Regions from separate parts of the Sus scrofa genome. Here regions 1 and 3 are each linked to region 2. Evidence: chromatin contacts called from public Hi-C and HiChIP or PLAC-seq data. All regions are on one chromosome and are shown on one strand. The core of a region is the stretch at or near the end of the contact, and the rest is flanking DNA. Distances in the headings are between cores, read along the strand shown.

Evidence for each region. Hi-C and Micro-C count contacts between places; a contact is called where the count stands out from the background. HiChIP or PLAC-seq counts read pairs in DNA pulled down with a chosen protein or histone mark.
Region 1: a Hi-C map of liver shows a contact between it and region 2, with 12 times the contacts expected there. The contact joins the promoter of DGKQ here to the promoter of PCGF3 in region 2. A contact is called at or near these places in 1 of 5 promoter capture datasets (liver) and 1 of 47 Hi-C or Micro-C datasets (liver).
Region 3: an H3K27ac HiChIP or PLAC-seq map of alveolar macrophages shows a contact between it and region 2. The contact joins the promoter of GAK here to the promoter of PCGF3 in region 2. A contact is called at or near these places in 1 of 5 promoter capture datasets (fetal skeletal muscle), 1 of 47 Hi-C or Micro-C datasets (liver) and 1 of 2 datasets of contacts at active chromatin or transcription factors (alveolar macrophages).

Annotation. Positions count from the first base shown.
Region 1 is chr8:322,268-326,827 of Sscrofa11.1, forward strand. DGKQ (diacylglycerol kinase theta) reads right to left here and starts at 2,822. Exons shown (of 23, transcript XM_021100838.1): 1 at 2,423-2,822; 2 at 489-568. The coding sequence starts at 2,696. It overlaps LOC110262028 (a long non-coding RNA gene), which reads left to right and starts at 2,959. Exons shown (of 2, transcript XR_002346508.1): 1 at 2,959-3,172; 2 at 4,339-4,560.
Region 2 is chr8:138,700-143,404 of Sscrofa11.1, forward strand. It overlaps PCGF3 (polycomb group RING finger protein 3), which reads left to right and starts at 1,737. Exons shown (of 10, transcript XM_021100828.1): 1 at 1,737-1,933.
Region 3 is chr8:294,045-298,281 of Sscrofa11.1, forward strand. GAK (cyclin-G-associated kinase) reads right to left here and starts at 2,945. Exons shown (of 28, transcript XM_021100831.1): 1 at 2,666-2,945. The coding sequence starts at 2,810. TMEM175 (endosomal/lysomomal potassium channel TMEM175) reads left to right here and starts at 1,649. Exons shown (of 11, transcript XM_021100844.1): 1 at 1,649-2,210.

The DNA.
Region 1 (4,560 bases), core at 1,572-4,071, 180 kb after region 2:
CGTGCAAGGCCAACTCAAGGCTGTCCCAGGCCGTGATCTCAGATGGCCCCTTCTGCAGCTCAGGCCCCAGCTGGTCCTGCCCAGGCCCGATACGGCCAAGGTTGCGTGGGGCTGACCCCAGGCCTGTTCCCCTTTGTGATACATGTGGCGCCACGTGGATGAAGTACAGGTGGAGGGAGGCCCACCAACAGGCAGCAGGGGCAGTGCTGGTACCGGGACCCCGGGAGAAGACAGGGTCAGAACCACGGGGAAGTGAGGCCCAGCTGCTCTGCTGGGAGGGGCGCAGAGGCAGAGGCGCACTCTGCACTCAAGGACCCAGACCAGCTCAAGCGAGTACTCCACGGCCACCCCATCCAACCCACCGTCCTGACTCCCAGCCCAGCTCCTGCCTGCCCCGCCCCTGCCAGCCCAGCCCCTGCCACAGAGCCGGCCTTCCTCAACCCTCTGCACCTGCACCCACAGATGAGTCGCCCACGCTCTATACGCACGTGGACAAGGCTGGGCGCCACGCTGGCGCAGGGCGTCCTCACGTGCTTCAGGCACTTCTCATGGGACATGAAGTTGCAGGCTATGGGAATGAGAGCCCGTGAGTTAGCCCGGTCCTGCCCAGGAATCAAGAGACCCCAGGCTTGGCACACGGAAGGGAGGCTGCAGACAGTGGGGCCTCCGAGGGCCATGGTGGGGGGCGGGCAGCATTCGATGACAGGGGAGAGAGCCATCTCGGTGGGCCCACTCTCCCAGACCTGCTGGGAGCGCTTCGTGCCTGTGGTGACTCACTGAAGGGCCCCCAGGCCCATCCCATTGTATGTGGGATTCACCTCTTTATCCTAACCCTAACCCTGGTCTCAGGGCTAGAGAGAGGGCACAGTGGCAGCCTGCTCCCCTGGCCCACCCCCAAGAGCCCCTGGGGGCGCTGCCATCCTGGACGATGGTGTGTTCTGGTGTCCTGAGAGTGGCCCCTGTCCCCGCCCCACCACCCCTCCCCTGACACGCGCACAGGCCCAGCTCTTTGCAGTCGCTGTGAGGGGTAGGCGGGCAGGCAGTTGGCCAGCTCCCGTATCTCTACCTACCCCCCAGACCGGATTCTCCGGAGACACACTCCCTCACTCTTCACAAATGCACACACCCGAATCTCCATCCCACACACAAGGGGCCTGCCCAGCCCAGAGCCAGTCTGTGACAGACCAGGAGCGCACCCACCAGGCAAGCAGGGCAGCCGGCCCAGTGAGGGTGGCACCTGCCCCCGGCCCAGAGGCTCCGAAGGCGGGGCAGCAAGGGGGCATCCGTACCCATACGGAGGAGGCCTGGAGAAGGGTACACAGTCCCTGTCAGCTCCCCTCCAGCCACTCGGACTGGCTCTGCCGCCATGGACGGCAGCAGCTGCGGGCACACGGCACCCGGCTTCCTCCTCTGGCCCCCAGAGATAGGCCTTGCTCCCCACCATATATCCTGGGTGCTCCCTGGAAAGGGAGGGGGCTCTTCCTCCCACAGCCTTGTCAGGCCCTCTGCCTGCTGAGGTCACCAGCTCATCCTCCAGAGTTGGGGAGAAAGTCGGCACAGCACGCAGGGAAGGTCTCCACATCACCCCTTTCCCTCCTACAAGCTTCCTCGCCCCTCAGACCCAGCGCCCACCTGCAGGTCATATCCTACTCTTGAGGGGAGCCTGCCACTTCCCCAGGCAGAAGGCATCCTGTGAAAGGGGCCCAGCCTCCTCTACCCAGACCCAGCCAATCCTCCTCTGCCAACCCTGGGCTGAGTGGTCCCTCTGTCCCCAGAGCCAAAGGCCTGTCTCTGCAAGCAGGGCAGGGACACCTTGCCCCATCCCCCGCAGAGAGGAGCAGGGCTAGAAGAGCCAGCCCTGGAAGCACGCATGTCAACTGCCCAGGAGCCAGAGGAGGGAGGGCCTCCTTGCCCAGCCAGGCTGGCTTGGCGGCTGGGTGGGAGCTGTCGGGGCACGTCACACTCAGGGTGGCAGGGGCACGTCACACTCAGGGTGGCAGGCCCGGCCCGGCTCTCTGAGAGTCTGAGCTGGGCAGCGCCAGCACTCGGCAGCGTGCACTCAGGGGAGAAGAGCCAGCACCAGACCCCGGGAGCCAGTGGCCCAGGGCCTGGACACGCTATTGTCCCTTGCACCTGCTCAGGGCTGGCTGGCCTCAAGCCCCAGTCCCTGCACCTGCCCTTCCCCGGCTGGATCCCAACCCACATGAAGAAGCCCAGGGAGCAGTTCTTTCCGCCATCGTGGGGAAGCGGCAGCAGCCACTCGACGGCCCCCCAGAACCCCGGAGGAACCGGTCCTCATCACCTCCACGGGGAGGTCTGGGCCTGGCACACACCTGCCCGGGGGGCAAGGGGCCCTGTCCTGGGGAGGCCATTGCTGGAAGTCCAGAGGTCAGAGGTCAGCGGTGGGGTCGCGGGCGCTCACCGTCACACAGGATGCCGGCCAGCCCCCAGATGAAATCGGAGCAGAGGTGGCAGAAGGTGGGCTTGGTGAGCGTCACCTTCCTGAAGATGTGACCCAGCGCGGCGGGGCCTGGGGGCCTGGCGCCCGCCCGCTCCGGCCCCGACCCTGGCCCGGACCCCGGCCCCGATCGCGAGCGGCTTCCGGCGCCCAGCTCCGGACTGGAGGTCGGACTGCCCAGGAGAGGGGAGCCGCCGCCAAGCCAGGCGCGGGCTCCGGGCTCGGCCGCCGCCGCCATTCCCGGCCAGGGCGGCCCGAGCCCCGGCGGGGGACGAGTGCGGGGGTCGCGCTGCGTGCAAAACGGGCCAGCGTCCCCAGTGGTCCCCGGCCGTCCGCGCCGGGCTTCCGACTGCGCCCGCCGCCACTGCGCAGGCGCGCGGTCTGGGGGCGGGGCCAGGGGCGGGGCCGGCCAGGGGTGGGGCCGCGGGCGGGGTTAGGGCCTGCAGGCCGGGGCGAGGCCAAGGGGGTGGGACCTGCGGAGTGGGGCGGGGGGTGGGCGGGGCCAGCCTGCGGAGCCGGGACCCAGCGGAGATCCGAGCCCGGTGGCCAGAAGAGGCGGGCCGGTAGCCGGGACCCGGTTCCTGGCACACGGCCTCCAGACAGCGACGCGAGATGTTTGCACCTGCGGTGACCTGGCCCGCGCCTGCGCAGACGGACGCCTCCCACGCGGCACCGGGATCACGCCCTTGGTTCGAGGCTGCGCGGGGCGACCTGGTGAGCGTGCAGCACTGCCCCAGGTCCCCAGAGTGGAGTCTGGAAGACCGGCTCTGCCCTCAGGGGGCCCCGGTCTGGAGTCAGAGGAGCGGGGAAGGGGCTAGGGTCTCAGGGTGGGCGTCCTAGGGTGAGGTCCGGAGAGGAGCCAGCCTGGGCTCCACTCTGGGCGTCCTTGGGCGGAGGCGGGCGACTGAGATAGTTCTGGGGCTGGACGGCCTGGCTCCCCGCGTGCTCCCCCCAGCCGCGTGTAAGCGGCTCCGTCTGCAGAGTCTTTGGACGCTGCCTGGCCGCGAGCACCCTCAGGCGCCAGGTCCCTGTCCTGACGGGGCTCTGGGCCAGCAATGGCCTGGGGCTGCCCGGCTTGTTGGAGGATCGTTCCTTGCAGGAGGAGCCCCCTCCCATCATCTCTTCCTCGGAAGCCGGAAGCCGGAGGGACTGGCATCCTTCCTGGCCGACCTCACGCGACCCTCCCCCAGGCCTCTCCCTCTGTGAAAGATCCGCCCCCACCGCACTCCCAGGGAATCCCAGCCCCTGAACCCCCCCCGCCCCGCGTTGTCTCCCGGGCGTGTCCACGCAGGTCACCCTGCCCCATCGCCTGCCATAGCTCCAGAGCCCCTGCGCCTGCGGGCCTCACGGTGGCTTGTAGTGCGCTGCGTGGCCGGCTTCGTGGTTCGAGGGGCATCCCCAGGCTCTTTGTAGGCTTCCCTGGAGCTCGCATCCACCCTGCGGGGTGAACAGGGGCTGCAGGGCCTGGAAGAGGAGAAAACCGGGGGAGATTGGTGTGGGGAGGGAGTAGTGAGGAAATGCCTACACGTGTGCTAGGTCTGCTGGGAGGGGCTGCTAGGGACCTGGCTGAAGACAAGAGCAAAGCCTGGAGCAAGGAAGGGGGACACAGAGTCAGCCCCCAATCCTGTTTGAGCACCAGCTATGCACCAGGGGCAGACAAACAGCAACAAGCTGAAAAATAAGCCCAGAAATGCCACTTGGTGCCCAGTGTGGATGGAAGGAGCCAGGACGAGCTGCAGGAGGACAAGCATCCACACGGGGGACGGAGTCCAAAGCCCTGAGGCAGAGTCCTGCGGCGAGGCCAGGCACCCTCCCTGGGGCTTCCAGGATGGTCCTACCTCCTGGGGCCGGAACTCACTGCCAGCCTCCTCTCCCCCCAGCCTGCCTCGTGGCTCCAGGAGAGTCCTGACCCCGAGGTCTCTATTGCAGACCACGCCTCTCCATTCACACTGTAGTAACTGCCTCTAAGGAAACCTCAGGCTTTATCTTTCTCCATTTGCAAGAAAATGGACTGTGGGAAAAACATCTTGGAAAGGAAACTCCACATCTGACCTTTACTGCAGACTTTCACTGTGTTTCGTATTCACTAAAATGGCAAAGAT
Region 2 (4,705 bases), core at 487-2,986:
GACCATGCATCAGGGTCTGCCCCCCTCCCCCCCCAGTGTGAAGTCCTGCCAGCTGCCCCCCTGGATCTGGGAGCCTGGGCTCACACGGCATGGTCATTGTCCCAGTGTACCCAGTCAAAGCCACTGACGTTGCCAGGGCTCCAGCCCAGATAGAAAACAGCCTTCTTCTCTGGCATGCCTCGTTCCCTTTGTGGCTTCCATCTACTGCCTTGAAAAGTTGTCTGTATTTCTCCTCCTCCTTTGAACAATCTGTTTTCACTCCAACGATGCATCCACACTCCACTGGCCATGGCCCCAGAGGGGCCTCACTGCCCTCATCCTTCCTGCAGCCGAAAGGACATCACTCACCCCTGGGAGGAGGCTCCTCCTCCCCAGGCTGTTTTATCTGGGTCTTTCTCCCCTGCGCCTCCTGAACTCCTGCATTTCTCCACTAGGAGGATCAACTGGGGTGGCCCCCCATCCCTCACTCCCTCCCTTGACCGTCCCATCATCTGTAGACACTGCAAGCTCACGCTGCACACCTACAGCCCCCAGCCTCCCGATGGCCCCAGCTTGGGGCCTAGCAACATCACCCTCCTCAGATGGTCAGCAGCTGCCCATTCCTCCACCTTGCCTGCCCTCCACGGCACCACGTGGTGCAGGCCCCTGGCTCTCCCCAGCACTGCCTTCTGATGCAGCCCTGCCCCCACTGACACAGTTCAGCCTTCCACGGAGACCCTGCCATCTGACTTCATCTCCAGCCTCCCTGTGCCCTCTGGTTTTCAGGCTGGTCTCTGGAAAGTACCCTTCACACACACACCCACCTCAGGGCCTGAGGCTGTCTGGACCCGCTGTGAACCTCTGCCAACTCCTATACTTGCAGGGCTTGCTCCCTGCATCCCTTCCGTGCCCGCTCATTCTACTGTAACCAACTCTGCAGTCAAATGCCCTACCACTGAGCTATACCCTCTATCGTAACCAACTCTGGACACCCACAGCCTCCCCCACCTGGCTTGTTTCCCACAGGACACCTCATTTACTTTCCTCTGTTATTCCCGCGCTGCGCCCCCTACGCAGTGTGGACCCCAGCGGGGCGGGACCGTCACCTTCACTGCTTACAGCTCCAGGGCGGGGCCTGCAGAAAGGTGGACTAGGGATGGGTTGTGGAGTCGGCCATGCTGCTGGCTGACCGGGAGTCCAGGAGGGAGGACGATCTCTGTCCGCGGCGACCCTACTCCTTCCAGGAGCTAGTTCCCAGGAAGAATAGGAATGCAAGAACGAGACCGCCTCCCTCGGAGGAAAGTCCTGGTCCTAGAGCCCTGCTCGAGCCCAGCTGACTGCAGGGTTCTGCGTTCCGTCAGCCCCGCCCCCGCCTAGCGCCGCGGCCACCGACCCCGCCCTCCGACCACGCCCCTCCCCGCCCCCGGACCGGGGATCGCGCCACGCCTCCGCCAGGCCCGGCACAATCTCCGGCCCCGCCTTCCCGACCCCTCACAAGTCTCTAGCGCCCTGCCCCCTGCAGGGTCTCTGAGCAGTGCCCGTCCTCCAATCTCTCTCTGACCACGCCCCCCGCCTGCACCCACATTCTCTGCCACGCCCCAGCCCTAGATCCCGCCCCCGCGCCCTTGCCTCCCCCAAGTCCCTGGGCGGAGCCCAGCCCGGACGCGCCCGCGCCCTTGGACCACGCCCTTTCCCCCGCCTCTGGCCCCGCCCCTCCAGGCCCCGCCCCGGTCCTGGTTGCCGGGTGGGAGCCGGGATGGGCACTGCGCATGCTCCAAGCACGGCGCCCCCGACTCTGCGTTCGGCTCCACTCGGGCATTTCCGCCTCTTTGTTTTAAACTCCGGACGGGTTTTTTTCTCCTGCTCTTGGGGGGGACCCAGAGGGAGCGGCGCCCCCTCCCCCTCCCGGCGCGGCCCCCGCGTGCGCCCCGCTCGCCCGCAGCCGAGACGGCAGGTCAGTGAGTCCGCGCCCCGCCCGGCCTGGTCCGCGGCGCCCGCTCCACAGGCCGCGGCCTCTGCCTGTGTCCGGGCCCGGAAGGCTCCGAACCCCTGCCCGCGCCCCTGTGCCCTCGTCGGCCCGGTCTGCGGAGCCCCGACTCGGCTTGGCAGGCCCAGGCCCGGGCCGGACCCACCGGGGACTGGGACCCCAGGGAGGGCCCGATCCCGGGACGAGTCTTCGGGGAGGGACCAGGGAGGACCGGACCCCAGAACGGGTACCGAGAAGGTCTGGACTTCGGGATCCCCCAGAAAAGGACTAGGAATCTCTGGACCCTGAGACAGATCACCTAGGAGATCCCAACCGTGCTATGGGTCATGGAGTTGGGTCCAACCCCACTCTAGGTCACGGTGGTGGGTTGGAACCCTAGGACCCAGCAGGAATTGGAGAGAGCTGGACCCTGAGGAAGGTCACCGAGCAGGGCCAGACCTCAGGACCCGGCAGGACCCAGGAACTGCTGGGACACTGAAACAAGTCACTGAGGAGGGCCTGGACCTTAGGATGGGTCACTGGGGCAGTCTGGACCCCAGGACGGGTTCGTGGAAAGATCAGGACTTGAGGCTAAACCCACTAGGGAGGACTGGGACACCAACATTGGCCTTGGTACGGCCAGGATTCTGGAAGCACCGCGAGCACCTCTGGGACCCTGGGACAGCCCTCCCTTCCCAGGAGGCCGGGACCCTGGGACCGTGCCATGTGGCGGGCTCCAAGGGTGACCCAGGTAGGTCACGTAGGAAGCTGGATGCTGGGGCAGGACTGAAGAAGGCCGGCTCTGAGGGAGGGCTAGGACCGTGATAAGAGCCAGAACTTGGACAGGTCCCTAGGGAGGTCACGACTCTTGAATGAGTCCCTGAGAGGTACCCAGACCTCAAAGGTGGTCTGTGAGGAGTGAAGGGCCCCCAGGCTGGGTCCCCAGGGGGGTTGGGTCCAGAAGCGGGATCCAGAGGTGCCCTGAAACTGCCCGGCCCCCTCAGCTGGACCTGCCTGCTCCAAAGGCTCTGGAGCATCAGGGTCCTGGTCGCCTGAGCCCCACAGGTGCAGACCAGTCTCCTCCTGAGGCCCCTGAGCACCTGGGCCCCACAGACCTGACCTTTAGCACATGCTGCCTGGGCAGGGCCCCGGGGCTGGTCATGGAGCACGTTGGGGCCCATCCTCCAGTGCCTGGTCCACACTGGCTTTGTGTCTCTGAAACCTTGGAATCAGACTTTCATCAGGATCTTGCCCACATTGTCCTTTAATTTGGAAGTGGGGATGCGACAGTGCTGCTCTTTGACTGGGGAAGGGCTCCAGAGGGTGTTGTGTAGAATAGTGTTGGAGGAGTTTGAGAGGACAGAAGGCCCAGGCGGGCACTGGCTGCCTGGCACGGGGTCGGCATGCGGCACACAGTCACCGAATGAATGAGGGAGTGTGTGAACGAACGCATGAAAAGCAGGAATGCTTTCAGAAAGATGTGCGTGCGACAGGCTTGCGACTCATCCAGAGATTGGACAGTAGAATGAGGCGTAAATCTCAAACTCTCAAGGGAGATGCTTGAACTGGTCAGTTCAGTATTTCATTTTGTGCCGTAGTTTCACTTCTTGGTTACTTAGGAGAAAACCACTTTGGATTTTCAGTGTAACATTTCATGGGACCTAATCTTAAGCAAATGGAGTCCCCAAATAGTCCAGTCTAGAAACTTTTCTTTGCCAAATGTCCAAATGTAACCACAGTCGGGACCCTCATACTTAATGCTTACTTTTTTTTTTTTTAACATACTTTCTTTTTTTCTTTTTCTTTTATTTATTAACACTTTATTCTTTAAACACTTAATTTGCTTTGTGAAGTTTTGGAAAAGACCTGTAAAACTGGGCGTTCAGTTTTGGTTAGGCTCTTTCCTTTCCCATTTTTGGATTTTTGAAAGTGTGATAATGCTGGGCAGTTGCACTATTTCTATTAGTTCCTATCGTACAATGTCTGCGGGTCAGGAATCCAGGCACAGCTGAGCTGGGTGCTCAGGCTCAGCATCTCACGAGGGGTGCTGGCCGGGGCTCTGGCTGCTGGCCGGAGACGTCCATGAGGGCAGCTCAGGGAGCCAGCGGCAGAGTAAGAGAGCAAGCGGGAGGCCACGGTCTTCGTGACCTGATCTGGGCCGTGACTCCCGTCCCTTTTGCCACATTCTGTTTGTTGGGATCTCGGCACCAGGCCCAGCCCACACTTGAGAGGGAGGAAGGCACACTGGGATAAGGCCTGGCACTGGTCAGATTTTAGCTCCTGCAGGGAGAAGCACCCTGTGGGTGGATTAGCACGGTTGTGTGTAGTGGCCAGTCTGAGGTGGCCTCTTTGGTTACATGGCTTCCGATGTCACCACTGTGACTGGAACCACTGTTTCTGAAGCGCACACATGACGGGAGATAAGTTTCAAGTCGGAAGGGTTTTAGGAATTAACCTAGAACACAGTAGCAAACCATAAGCCCTCTCCGCCCACACAACTTAAACCGTAGGTATGTGTGTCAGTGATGTGGAGTTATTTGAAACTTCAGGTGTAGTGATTTTGGATGTTTCCAGAGCTTTGTTTTATTCCTGCCAGGTATTTTGCTCCAGAAAGTATAAACTGGTGTTTTTAAGACCTTTTTTAGATGTGAGATCCCCAAATGTTTTGAGTAGTTGACCCATGTGGGGAAGTGATGCTCTGGGAAACTGTACAGGGGCCTCGGTGCCCAGCCCTCGGTGCCCCTCCCAGTACCCAGACCC
Region 3 (4,237 bases), core at 1,695-4,194, 160 kb after region 2:
AGGCAGCAGCAGCAGGCAGAATCCATGACAAGAGGCCACACAGAACGTATCCTACAGTCCACTTGGACTGGGTGTTTCTGACAGAGTGGGCACTCCCAATAACTAGCTTTAAAATTAAAGTGAAGGAGTTCCCTTCATGGCTCAGTGGTTAACAAACCCAACTATGATCCATGAGGATGCAGGTTCGATCCCTGGCTTTGCTCAGTGGGTTAAGGATCCGGCGTTGCTGTGAGCTGTGGTGTAGGTGGCAGACACAGCCCGGATCTGGCATTGCTGAGGCCGTAGCTGTGGTGCAGGCCGGCAGCTACAGTTCTGATTGGACCCCTAGCCTGGGAACTTCCATATGCCATGGGTGCAGCCCTGAAAAAACAAAACAAAATTAAATTAAAGTGAAAATTAACAGTACATTTTGCAAAGATCACCTGGCTCCACAGTTCTGCCCAACAACCCATTTCAGGCTACAAGTGCACATGTCAAAGCTATGAAAACCAATGTTTTTTCCCTAAATCTTTTCTTAATTTTTTTTTTGTTTTTTTGGGGGCTGCACCTGCAGCATATGGAGGTTCCCAGCTAGAGGTTGAATAGGAGCTGCAGCTGCCGACCTACCACAGCCACAGCAAGGCCAGATCCAAGCCGCAGCTGCGAAGGACACCACAGCTCACAGCAACACCGGATCCTTAACCCACTGAGTGAGGCCAGGGATTGAACCTGTGTCCTTATGGATGCTAGTCAGATTCATTTCCGCTGAACAACAATGGGCACTCCCTCCCCTAAATCATTTGAGAGCAAAACTTGATCTATTATAAAGTCATTTTGGGCAACACCTAACACGAACTGATGTGAGGCTAGCTGAAGACTTAATTATCCCACCGTGAGGACTCACTCCCTTAACTCCAGATACACGAATGCACTTGGTTATGCAACACTTTCCCAACTGCCCTGGCGGCGTGCCAGCTCAGAGAGAATACACAGGCTCTTCCTAGAACCTGAAGAATTCTGAAATTGTCAATACAGGTACCCAAGGGTTTTGGGTTTGGGATTTTCCACATATTTATACAAGACAGCCTGAATTCCCCCAGTCTAGGTTCTACGGTTGCTACTTGATGGGAACAACAGGTTTCTTAGCATTCCAGCTCAGAAAGGAGCTTCGCGAGCTTTAGAAACTGAAGCCAAGCCGCCGGTTCAGTTCAAGGGGAGGAAATCTACAGCTCCTAATCTCACTGGCACCTTGCACCTCCTGGTGTGTCTAGACAACAAGGGGAGCAGGTGCTTTGCACAACCACAGTGGCTGCTTCCATTTCCTTGTTCTTCATCCTGGGTGTTATGCCACAGGCACGAGCTTCCTTCTCTGTGTGACCCACTTCCCATCCCTCCCCTTCTGCACTGGCCCTGCCCCTGGCAGGAGGTGCATTCTCACCCCTCCCATCTCAGCTGGGCCCACCGTCTATCCCACCAGAGGAATCCCCTGCATTGCACTGTCCTTTGTTCATCAGAAAATGTGTCTTATTTAAAGTTCCACAAGGCAGAAATCACGTACTCTCCACTCTGAATTTCTTAAAGAATCAAAATACTTCCCTGGCATTTTCAGAATAAATGATTTGATCTGGGGGCAACTCTCGTTCTACCCCAGATATGAAAGAATACCACACTTCAGAACGTCACTAGCTCTGAAGAAGAGCCTGAGATCTTCTCACCAAATCACCCTCCAAATTCCTCTCTTCCTGACAGTGGAGCCAATGTGTGTGAGGATGCTAAGGGCAGAACACGCCTCAGGCCTTTGGAAACAGCCAGCCATTGTTCCACCTGAAATTGAGCACAAATGGCAGCAGGAATGTCCGCAGTGACTGGCTGAAGCTACAGCTCCGAGGGAAACCACAGCCATGTGCAGCTGTCCATGCAGCCACTCCCTCACGCAGGCTAAAGCAAGGAACACAGCCCCAAAGCCAACCGTGCCACGGCTAGGGGAAGCTCACACGCCCGCGTGATCCCCACTGGACAAAACAGAAAAACGCAGACAAGGAAACAGGACCGCGCCAACACTGGTGGGAAATTCTGTGTGAGGAAGGGAGGCGGGGTGCAGGAAGCAAGAAACAGCGTGCAGCAACACAGCCGACCACAGACTGACCAGCCCCGCGGCGAGGTTCTGTACGGATCCCAACTGCCGGGTCAGCTCGGGCCCAGAGAGGACCGGGGCAGAAGACGCTCCTATGGTAAGAGGGGGAACCCCGGCTACAGGACGCGGCGCTGTCTGTCCCAACACCCTCGCCTAAGGTCCCGAAACCTGAGAGGACCAGCCCCACGTCCACTGTCCCACCGCGGCCCTCGACGACTTATAACCCACCCCCCGGCCCCAGCGCGTGCCTCGGGACTCCAGCCTTTAGTCTTGCGGGTCCCCCTGCCTCCTTTCCGCTAAGGCCCCGCGCGCCAACCCCCGCCGGCCCACCACTCCTTCCCAGCGACACAGCCTCTCCTCCAGCCTCAGGTGAGCCTACACCTGCCGCCACGACCACCTTGCCCCAGCCTGACCCCAGCCTCCGACACGGAAGTGCCCGACCCCACACGGGCCTCCCCCTCGGCAGTCGCCTTCCGGCCAGCCGTGACCCTCCCCCTGCCCGCCTGGTCCTGCCCCGCGCCCCGGGCCGCGCGCCCCCGGCCCCCGCCTCACCCTCCGCCAGGACCCGCCGCACTCGCAGCCGCAGCTCGCCCATTTCCACCGTCTGCCCCACGAAGTCAGTCTGGTCGCGGCCGGCAGCACCCCCCAGGGAGCCCGGGCCCGCCAGGAAGTCGAGCGCAGACTGCAGCAGCGACATGGCTGCGGCCCGCGGCGGGCGCCGGACCGAGGGCTCAGCGTACAGCCGCGTCCGGGTCCACTCGGCAACCGCCGGCCGCGACCGCACCGCTTCCGCCCGACGCCTCCACGCAGGCGCGGGGGCGCGTCGCTGGCCGGAAGAGCGCCGGGCGTCACTTCCGCCGCGCCGGGCGGCTGCGAGTGCGCGGAGCTGGGCGTGGACGCGAGGGTGGGCCGGGTAACGGGCTTCTGGCGCCGAGCTCGAGGAGGGAGCCCGGCGCCCAACCGTTTGCACGCGGCGGTTTCCGCGGAGGCTGGTGTCCAGGGGCTCCCGGTGCCCGGCCGCGCAGAGCCGGTCTGTGTAAGCCGAGCGCCGGGGGGCCCGCGGCGTCCGTCTATTTATTGAGTTGGTTGCCTATAAAAGACCGAAAAGCATCATTTTAAAAGCTCAGTTTTGACGCTTCTGTGGAAAAATCATTTCTGGCAGCACTGGATCCAGAATCCCGTGTGTGACCCATCACCTAGAGCTTCCCCCCCCCCCAGGTAAGACGCTGCCACTTGCCTGACCCCCTTGGCGCGTTTGGCAGCCGGCCGCTTTCGGTAGGTTCTTGTCTGGCGTGTTCACCTCCAAACGGAGAAATGGAGCCACCGCCCCCGGTAGCATCTTAACCCTCCTAGAATTTCAAGCTATTAAAAGTCTCTTTCCGGGAGTTCCCGTCGTGGCGCAGTGGTTAACGAATCCGACTAGGAACCATAAGGTTGCGGGTTCGGTCCCTGCCCTTGCTCAGTGGGTTAAGGATCCGGCATTGCCCTGAGCTGTGGTGTGGGTTGCAGACGCGGCTCGGATCCCGTGTTGCTGTGGCTCTGGCGTAGGCCGGTGGCTACAGCTCCGATTGGACCCCTAGCCTGGGAACCTCCATATGCCGTGGGAGCGGCCCAAGAAATGGCAAAAAGACAAAAAAAAAAAAAAGTCTCTTTCTGGACAGGCTAGCACGTGTTATCACTATAGTAAAGAAGCTCAGTTCATACAATGCTTTACTGCTTACAACATCCTTTTAGAAGCGTTCCTATTAATTATCCCTTTGGGGTGAGAAAACATGCCCAGCAGTGCCATTACTTAGCCAGGGGGCCAGGGTCAACAAGTGATACCGAGTCACATGGCTCTTCCAGCCGCTGCGTTTGTCTGGTAAATGGAACACATCGGAGGCTTGGGAAAAAGTCCGGGCTGTTTTTGGGTGTCTCCTAGCATAGAGGTGGCAGTTGTCTGGAGGAGAGCACCAATGGGACAATGTCGCTTTTAGACTGAAAGTACACTCTTTAGAGAGGAGCAGCAACTAGGGAAGCAAGAAGGAAACTAAAAGCATTATGTCAAATGACTTTGCCATTTAAAAGGAAGGAGACAAAAGAAAAAGAGGAACCTCCACTTACAGCTTCCAGGAGTAAATGATG